Regions from separate parts of the Capra hircus genome. Here region 1 is linked to region 2. Evidence: chromatin contacts called from public Hi-C data. All regions are on one chromosome and are shown on one strand. The core of a region is the stretch at or near the end of the contact, and the rest is flanking DNA. Distances in the headings are between cores, read along the strand shown. Region 1 holds the start of ELMO1 (engulfment and cell motility protein 1). Region 2 overlaps ELMO1 (engulfment and cell motility protein 1).

Region 1 (3,327 bases), core at 796-3,295, 240 kb after region 2:
TTAATTACTTTTATTTTATAGACCAAAAAAAGAACAACTTGAAAATTCACCCCCAAGTCACTGGCAGCCTTACCGTGGGGCGCACCGCGGCCTCTGTCTCAAGGGTGGAGAAACCCTTGTCACAGATTCTCTGAAATCTTAAATATAACGATTTAAGTTCGCATCATTTAAGGCCAGTGATGTTAGCAGGCCCAATTTTGGGGCACTGGGCATACAGAGTATGCCCTGCAAGGCTCCGGAGCTGTCCAGAGACCCGCAGAGTCGGGTCACTACCGGGGCCAAGCGATTGGCTTTAGGTCAACGCAGGTCCCACCGTCAACAACCCTCGTCCGGACCAGTCAATTTCAAACAGCACCTAGGCGGCAGAGGGTCACTCGGCGGCGTGGACTCCACGGCTCCAGAGCCCCTCTGGGTCTCTCGGTCTCTCTCTCTCTCTCTCTCTCTGACACACACACACACACATACACACACACACACACACACACACACACACACGCTCGCCGCCCTCGCGCGCGCCCGCGGCACCACACGGACTTCCCAACCCCAAACACACGCGCGCACCCCACGGCCAGCTGAGTTCTGTATTTCCTCTTCCTCAAAGCTACTCTTGCGATCTTAGCCGCCCCGCTCCGCTTCGGATTCCAGGGCCCCCAGAGCTCGGCTACCTCCCTTCCCTGAAGGCGCGCCCGGTGCGCCCCTCCTCTGATGCCAGGATCATCCACCGACTTCCCCCACCTCCTTTCCGGGTCCCAGCCGGGACTTCGGAGTGTCCCGGGGAGGCGGGTATTTACTAACAGTCGTCCGGGGCTCCCAGCTGCCCCTGCCGCCCCTTCGCGTCCCTCCAGGCCCTCCACCCCTCTAGCCCATCACCGCCCCCTGCCAGGAGCGCGCTCGCCGGGGGATTCCCTCCCATCTTCGAGCGCCTGAGAAAAGCCGGGAGTCCTCGCTGCCAGTCTTTTCTCCCGCGCACCCTCTGTGGTGCCCAAGCCCCCAATCCCACTCTCCCTGTCCTGAGTCCCCAGTCCCCCGGCTCCAGCACCGCAACCCCAGGTCGACCCCCTGCAACCGGCCCTGGCCGAAACGTCTCGGCTGGTTCCTCGGTCACGAGCCCTGCGCCCCCTCCTCGGAGCCCCTCGCTCGGCTCCCATTCCTCCTGCCGCCTCCCCCTCTGCCCTGACTTCCCCAACTGCGGAGTGCCCAGGCGCGCCCGCAGCCTTCACCCCGCCGAGCCCGGGGCCACCCCCGCTTGCGACGCGGCGCCCCCAGAAAGGAAACAAAAGTCTCCGCGGCGCCCAGAGTCCCCCGGAGCAAGACGCCTCCTCCTCACCCCAGCCCCAGGTCCCTCCCGGGCCGCGCTGAGGTCAGCGAGTCAGGGCGCCACGCCAGCCCAGGAAACTTTACGAACCTGCCCGGGGTCGCAGGACGGCGGCGGCGAGGGTTCCCAGCGATAAGATCTCTGGCGACCCCGCGACTGTGGAAGGGGAGCCGGAGAGTCTGTCGCCCAGCTCAGGGCCCCGGCGGTGTGAGTGGCTCTGCCTCTATCTATCCCGTGCCCATCCTCGCCCGCTCTCGCTTGTCCGAGCACACGCACTTACACTCCGGGTCGGCCGGCTGCTGCGCCGCCGGCTGCCGCTGCTCTCACTTCCTCTTCCTTCCTCCTGCTGGCCAGAGACACATTTTGCATCTGCAAGGCATCCCGAGATTAGCCGCGAACTCTCCTACAGAGCAGACGCTGCGGAGTGGCCGCCGGCGCCCCCGGCACCTGCGCCGGGACCCGCGTGGTTGGCGCGTTCGCTTCCAGCCGGCCCCCTGCTGCCTGCGCACCGCACTTCGCCTGGGGGGGATGGGGGTGCCCACGACTTTTTGAAGTCCCCCTACTTAAAGAGAAATGTCAAACACTATGCACGCCTCAGTTCTGCTATAAATAATATGTGTGCAGAGCATGACTTCTCGGATGAGCTCACAAGCGGCGTTTTGCAGGCACTAATTAACTCCGTCACCCTCATAGCGCCACCTCCGGGAGGCCGGGAGTGCGTGGCATTTTTTTTTACAAGCTTTCAATTTTGGCAGTTGGTTTGGGATTTTGAGGGGAAACTTCGGTGGGCCGTTTTAAAGCTACTTGAAGAGGCTGTTTGCTTTGACGTTCTGCCTGGACTCTTGGACAGTGCGACAAAATTAACAACAGAACGTTTCCTCCTCCTCACAGTCACCTGTGCGCTTACAGACCACGGGATTTATTTCTCAACAATTAAGCCAGGGATTCCCTAATTTTGCATAACTTTGCATAAAGCAAGACGTTCTATCCCCAATTTGGTCTGTAAGGTACATTATTTGATTCATACAACCTACTTTAGTCCTTTTCAAAGCAGAAATTAAGCACGATAATTGAGTTGCTGCCAGAAGGGAAATGACAGTTGTTGGAAGGTTACAGGAGAAACACCTGTCCTCTCCAAATTCTGAAGCATCTATGCTGGCTCTACCAGAGAAGGAAAAGACAACTGCTATGCATTCCCTGCAAATTGGCAAAGGAGATAAAGTGGGACAGGGAGGCATTAGAATATAAGCAAAGATGCTTTTTAGGTTTCGATCCCACCCACTCCACCACCTAGGCCCCAAAGGAGATTTAAATTTTAACACTGCACTGACTGCAGCCATGAAATTCAAAGATGCTTGCTCCTTGGAAGGAAAGCTATGATAAACCTAGACTGTATTAGAGAGCAAAGACATCACTTTGACAACAAAAGTCCATGTAGTCAAACCTGTTAACAGTAGTCATGTCCAGATGTGAGAGTTGGACCATAAAGAAGGCTGACTGCCAAAGAATTGATTCTTTCAAATTGTGGTACTAGAGAAGACTCTTGAGAGTTGCTTGGACTGCAAGGAGGTCAAACCAATCACTGCTAAATAAAATTGACCCTAATTATTCATTGGAAAGGCTGATGCTGAAGCTGAAACTCCAATACTTTGGCCACCTGATGCAAAGAGCCAACTCTTTGGAAAAGACCCTGATGCTGGGAGAGATTGAGTGCAAGAGGGGACAGAGGCGGCAGAGGATGAGATGGTTAGATAACATCACCGACTTAATGGACATAAATTTGAGCAAACTCTGGGAGAGTGAAGGATGGGGAAGCCTGGTGTGCTACAGTTCATGGGGTCAAAAACAGTTGAACACATCTTAGCGACTGAATAATAACTGTCCATTAGCAGCCAAGAGCTCCAAGCAGCTATTGAATGCTTGAAACATGGCTAGTGCTAACATGTTCTGTAAGTGTAAAATAGACACTAGACTTCATGTGAAAATAGAAGATAAAATAGCTGGTTAATAAT
Region 2 (3,675 bases), core at 729-3,228:
GTTAAGGCTATAGTTCTCAGTGGTCATGTATGGATGTGAGAGTTGGAATGTGAAGAAAGCTGAGCACTGAAGAATTAATGCTTTTGAACTGTGGTGTTGGAGAAGACTCTTGCAAGTCCCTTGGACTGCAAGGAGATCCAACCAGTCCATCCTAAAGGAGATCAGCCCTGAGTGTCCACTGGAAGGACTGATGTTGAAGCTGAAACTCCAATACTTTGGCCACTTGATGCAAAGAGCTGACTCATTCGAAAAGACCCTGTTGCTGGGAAAGATTGAGGGCAGGAGGAGAAGGGGATTGCAGAGGATAAGATGGTTTTATGGCATCACCGACTCAGTGGGCATGAGTTTGGGTGAACCCCAGGAGTTGGTGATAGACAGGGAGGCCTGTGTGCCACGTTATGTGGGGTTGCAAAGAGTCAGACACAACTGAGTGATTGTACTGAAGTGAACTGAACTGAAGCCCACACTCCCTGTGCATCACCCTTGTACCTGCTGAATGGTAACCATTGCTGCAAAATCCCACGTACAAAGAAAGAATGCCAGGAGAGGGGAACTTGAAGGAGTTCGTGACTAACACTGTTTAATAAGTTGCCTCCACAGTATTGTTTTCAAGGAGACAAAATTCTTGTGGATTTTAAGCTAAAGTTTAAGGCAGACGGTTTTGGCTGGCCCAGGGTTCAATCTTTTAAAAATTACCCCACCAAGTACTCTGCCTTCTAAGAGCTGCTCTTCATAGAAAATATCTTCTGTCTGGAGAGTAACTAACACACATGCCTTTGTGTAGCGCGCCCCCTAGTGGTTATAAATCAGCACTACTGCTGCTGCTGCTGCTGAGTCGCTTCAGTCCTGTCTGACTCTGTGCGACCCCATAGACGGCAGCCCATCAGCCTGCCCCATCCCTGGGATTCTCCAGGCAAGAACACTGGAGTGGGTTGCCATTTCCTTCTCCAATGCATGAAAGTGAAAAGTGAAAGTGAAGTCGCTCAGTCGTGTCCGACTCCTAGCGACCCCATGGACTGCAGCCTACCAGGCTCCTCCGTCCATGGGATTTTTCCAAGAGTACTGGAGTGGGGTGCCATTGCCTTCTCCAAATCAGCACTAACACGAGATAAATGGCCCACCTTGGGTACAGTGATGCTGAGAAAGCTTGAGGGCAGGAGAAGGGGGTGACAGAGGACGAGATGGTTGGATGGCATCCCTGACTCAATAGACACGAGTCTGAGCAAACTCCAGGAGACAGTGAAGGACAGGGAAGCCTGGTGTGCTATAGCTCATGGGGTCGCAAAGAGCTGGACACGACTTAGCGACTGAAGAACAACAAAGGCACGATGAGTCCTGAACAGGAGGAGAGTGGGGAAAATAGAGCGGGAGAAACCCATCCTCTCACTCAGTTTTCAACAGTCCCCTGAGAGATTCTGCTAGAGTTAAAATTAATCACATTAAAATACGAGAGGAGAACAAAGCTCAAATATTGTCATGGCAATGAATCACAGTCCATTTGTTTGTAAAAATTTTCCTTTACAATATTTCTTTTAAAAATATAAAGCACTTCAAGAGCACAGTTATTCACGTGTCCCTTATAGGGTTGATGCACTTTTCCCCATCTTCACACGGCATCCATGGGTAACAGCTGGCTCTTGGGGGTTGACTCTGAGATGAGACTGTCCCCAGCTCTTCTTGCGCCTCGGCGCTCCTCTCCCTTGCTAGGGAAGGGAGAAGGGAAGCAACCTGTCACGTGCACGAAGTCACCGACCTGATGGAACTGCAGCGACGGCACAAGCCCCGACACCGCAGTCAGGCACCGGTAACGGGCCCACCCGTCAGTCCCAACAGTGACGGAGAGCCTGCGCGGGGGCTGCCCCTGCAAGCCAGACACACCGCACCCATCGGGACGGTCCTTGCCCACCCCAGCCAGACAGCCGAGGAGGAAGAAGAAACGAAAAGTCTGCAAGTGCTCTGCACGGAACTTCTGGACGTCTCTGCATCACCAGCAAGTGTGATGGTGCGACCCTGCGGGGAAGGCGGCCCTACAACCACACCAACCAGAAAAGCCCGCCGCGCAGCAGCTCTGCCCAGGGATCTGCTCCCCTCAGTTCAATGATGGAGAAATGAAGCCCAGGATCCCACCTTCTGGTTCTGCCAGAGACTTTCGGGAGCTAACTTTTATTCTTCTATGTGCGCGTAACTTCCACAATGCTTTGGTCTCAGCACTTAAAACCAAACGTGAAGACAATAGATGCTACACTGTGCATCATTGATCGGAAACATCCAAGACAGGCACGGCAGAGCCCATCCTGGCCACGGGGTCCTCTCTTTACCTGTAATGAGGAGTTGCCACACTCTTACCTGCCAATCAAGGAAGCGACTGACAGAACTGCCTGCAAATTCTGGCTTAAACTCTGAGTATCCTCAATGAATGCCCTTCTTTGGCTTTCCCTTTCACAATCCCCTTGCTATTTGTTGAAGTGAGGAAGAGAAAAGCAGGGATAAAAGGGAAACAAACGATCAGGAGGTTCAAGTACCCCATACCATCAAGATGGGAGTCTTGGTGATATCTCTGAACAATTAATTCCAGGAATGGCTACTTAAAAGGGGCTTTCCAGGTGGCACTCTGGCGAAGAATTAGCCTGCCAATGCAGGAGACACAAGAGACACAGGTTTGATTCCTGGGTTGGGAAGATCCCCTGGAGGAGGCATGGTTACCCACTCTAGTATTCTTGCCTGGAGAATCCCACAAATAGAGGAGCCGGCAGGGGGCTGGGGGTGGGGGGCTACAGTCCACAAGGTCACAAATGGCTACTAAAAGAAAAAGTTGAAAAATGAATCCATAATATTCTACTCAGCTGAGAAATACATATCAAGAATCAGCTCAGACTTCCACAATAGCTTTGTACCACGCCCCAGCTGGTTCATTTTTACTCTGCTACACACTCCAAGATATTATTGTTCCACATTTTAATTATGTATGTTTTTAAACCCCCAAATACATTATTATTATCATTGTTTCTACAGTCAATATTCATCTGGATTTTCTATTTACAATGGGTTCTTTCTCGCATTTCCATGTTAAGACAGAAGAAAATCTTCGATGTATAGACTCTTACGCCCCATATAAAATTTTTCAAGACAGCATAAGGAAAAATAATTGGGAATGAGCATCAGGAGATGTGGGTGCTACACATAAATGCTCACTGGCTATGAACAGCGGACAATCTCATTTAACAAAGAGGCCAGGTGGGCATCTTAGAATGGTCCTAGCTTCTGTAGGACCTTGATGAAGGCTAAGCAGACCTCCTGAAGATATCCTAAGGCTTCTTGTCTTGGCCCTACAGTTTCAAATTCTGCAGGCTGACAAGCAAAGCTGTAATATAATTGGGTGTCCCAGTGGCTGATACTCCTGAGTTTGTCGGGGGTGAGGTCTGATTGAGAGTCGTCAGTGGCTGTGGGTTTACTCCATCTGCTGGCTGATTCTGCTCAGGCTTCACTAATAACTCTATCTCTCGGCTAGTTCAGTAATGCCTGACTCTCTGTGACCCCATGGTCTGGAGCTCACCAGGCTCTCCTGTCCATGGGACTTTCCAGGCAGGAATACTGACTGGAGTGGGCTGCCATGTCCTCTCTCAGATGCACAGTGCTCTGTTAGTTTCCTTTCAGATGGAGCAAAACTAGAAATGA

The links. A called contact is a pair of places that touch in the nucleus more often than the background predicts.
Region 1: a contact with region 2 is called in a Hi-C map of blood, with 2.5 times the contacts expected there. The contact joins the promoter of ELMO1 here to the enhancer-like site in region 2. A contact is called at or near these places in 2 of 5 Hi-C or Micro-C datasets (both in blood).

Annotation. Positions count from the first base shown.
Region 1 is chr4:60,330,570-60,333,896 of ARS1.2, forward strand. It overlaps ELMO1 (engulfment and cell motility protein 1), which reads right to left and starts at 2,046. Exons shown (of 22, transcript XM_018047160.1): 1 at 1,596-2,046.
Region 2 is chr4:60,090,818-60,094,492 of ARS1.2, forward strand. All of the region lies in intron 13 of ELMO1 (engulfment and cell motility protein 1), which reads right to left. Among named protein-coding and RNA genes, the nearest start is that of ELMO1, 240 kb to the right of the region's middle. Within about 2 kb of position 1,979, at least 1 of the 5 cell types and tissues checked has an H3K27ac peak or open chromatin away from gene starts, as enhancers often do.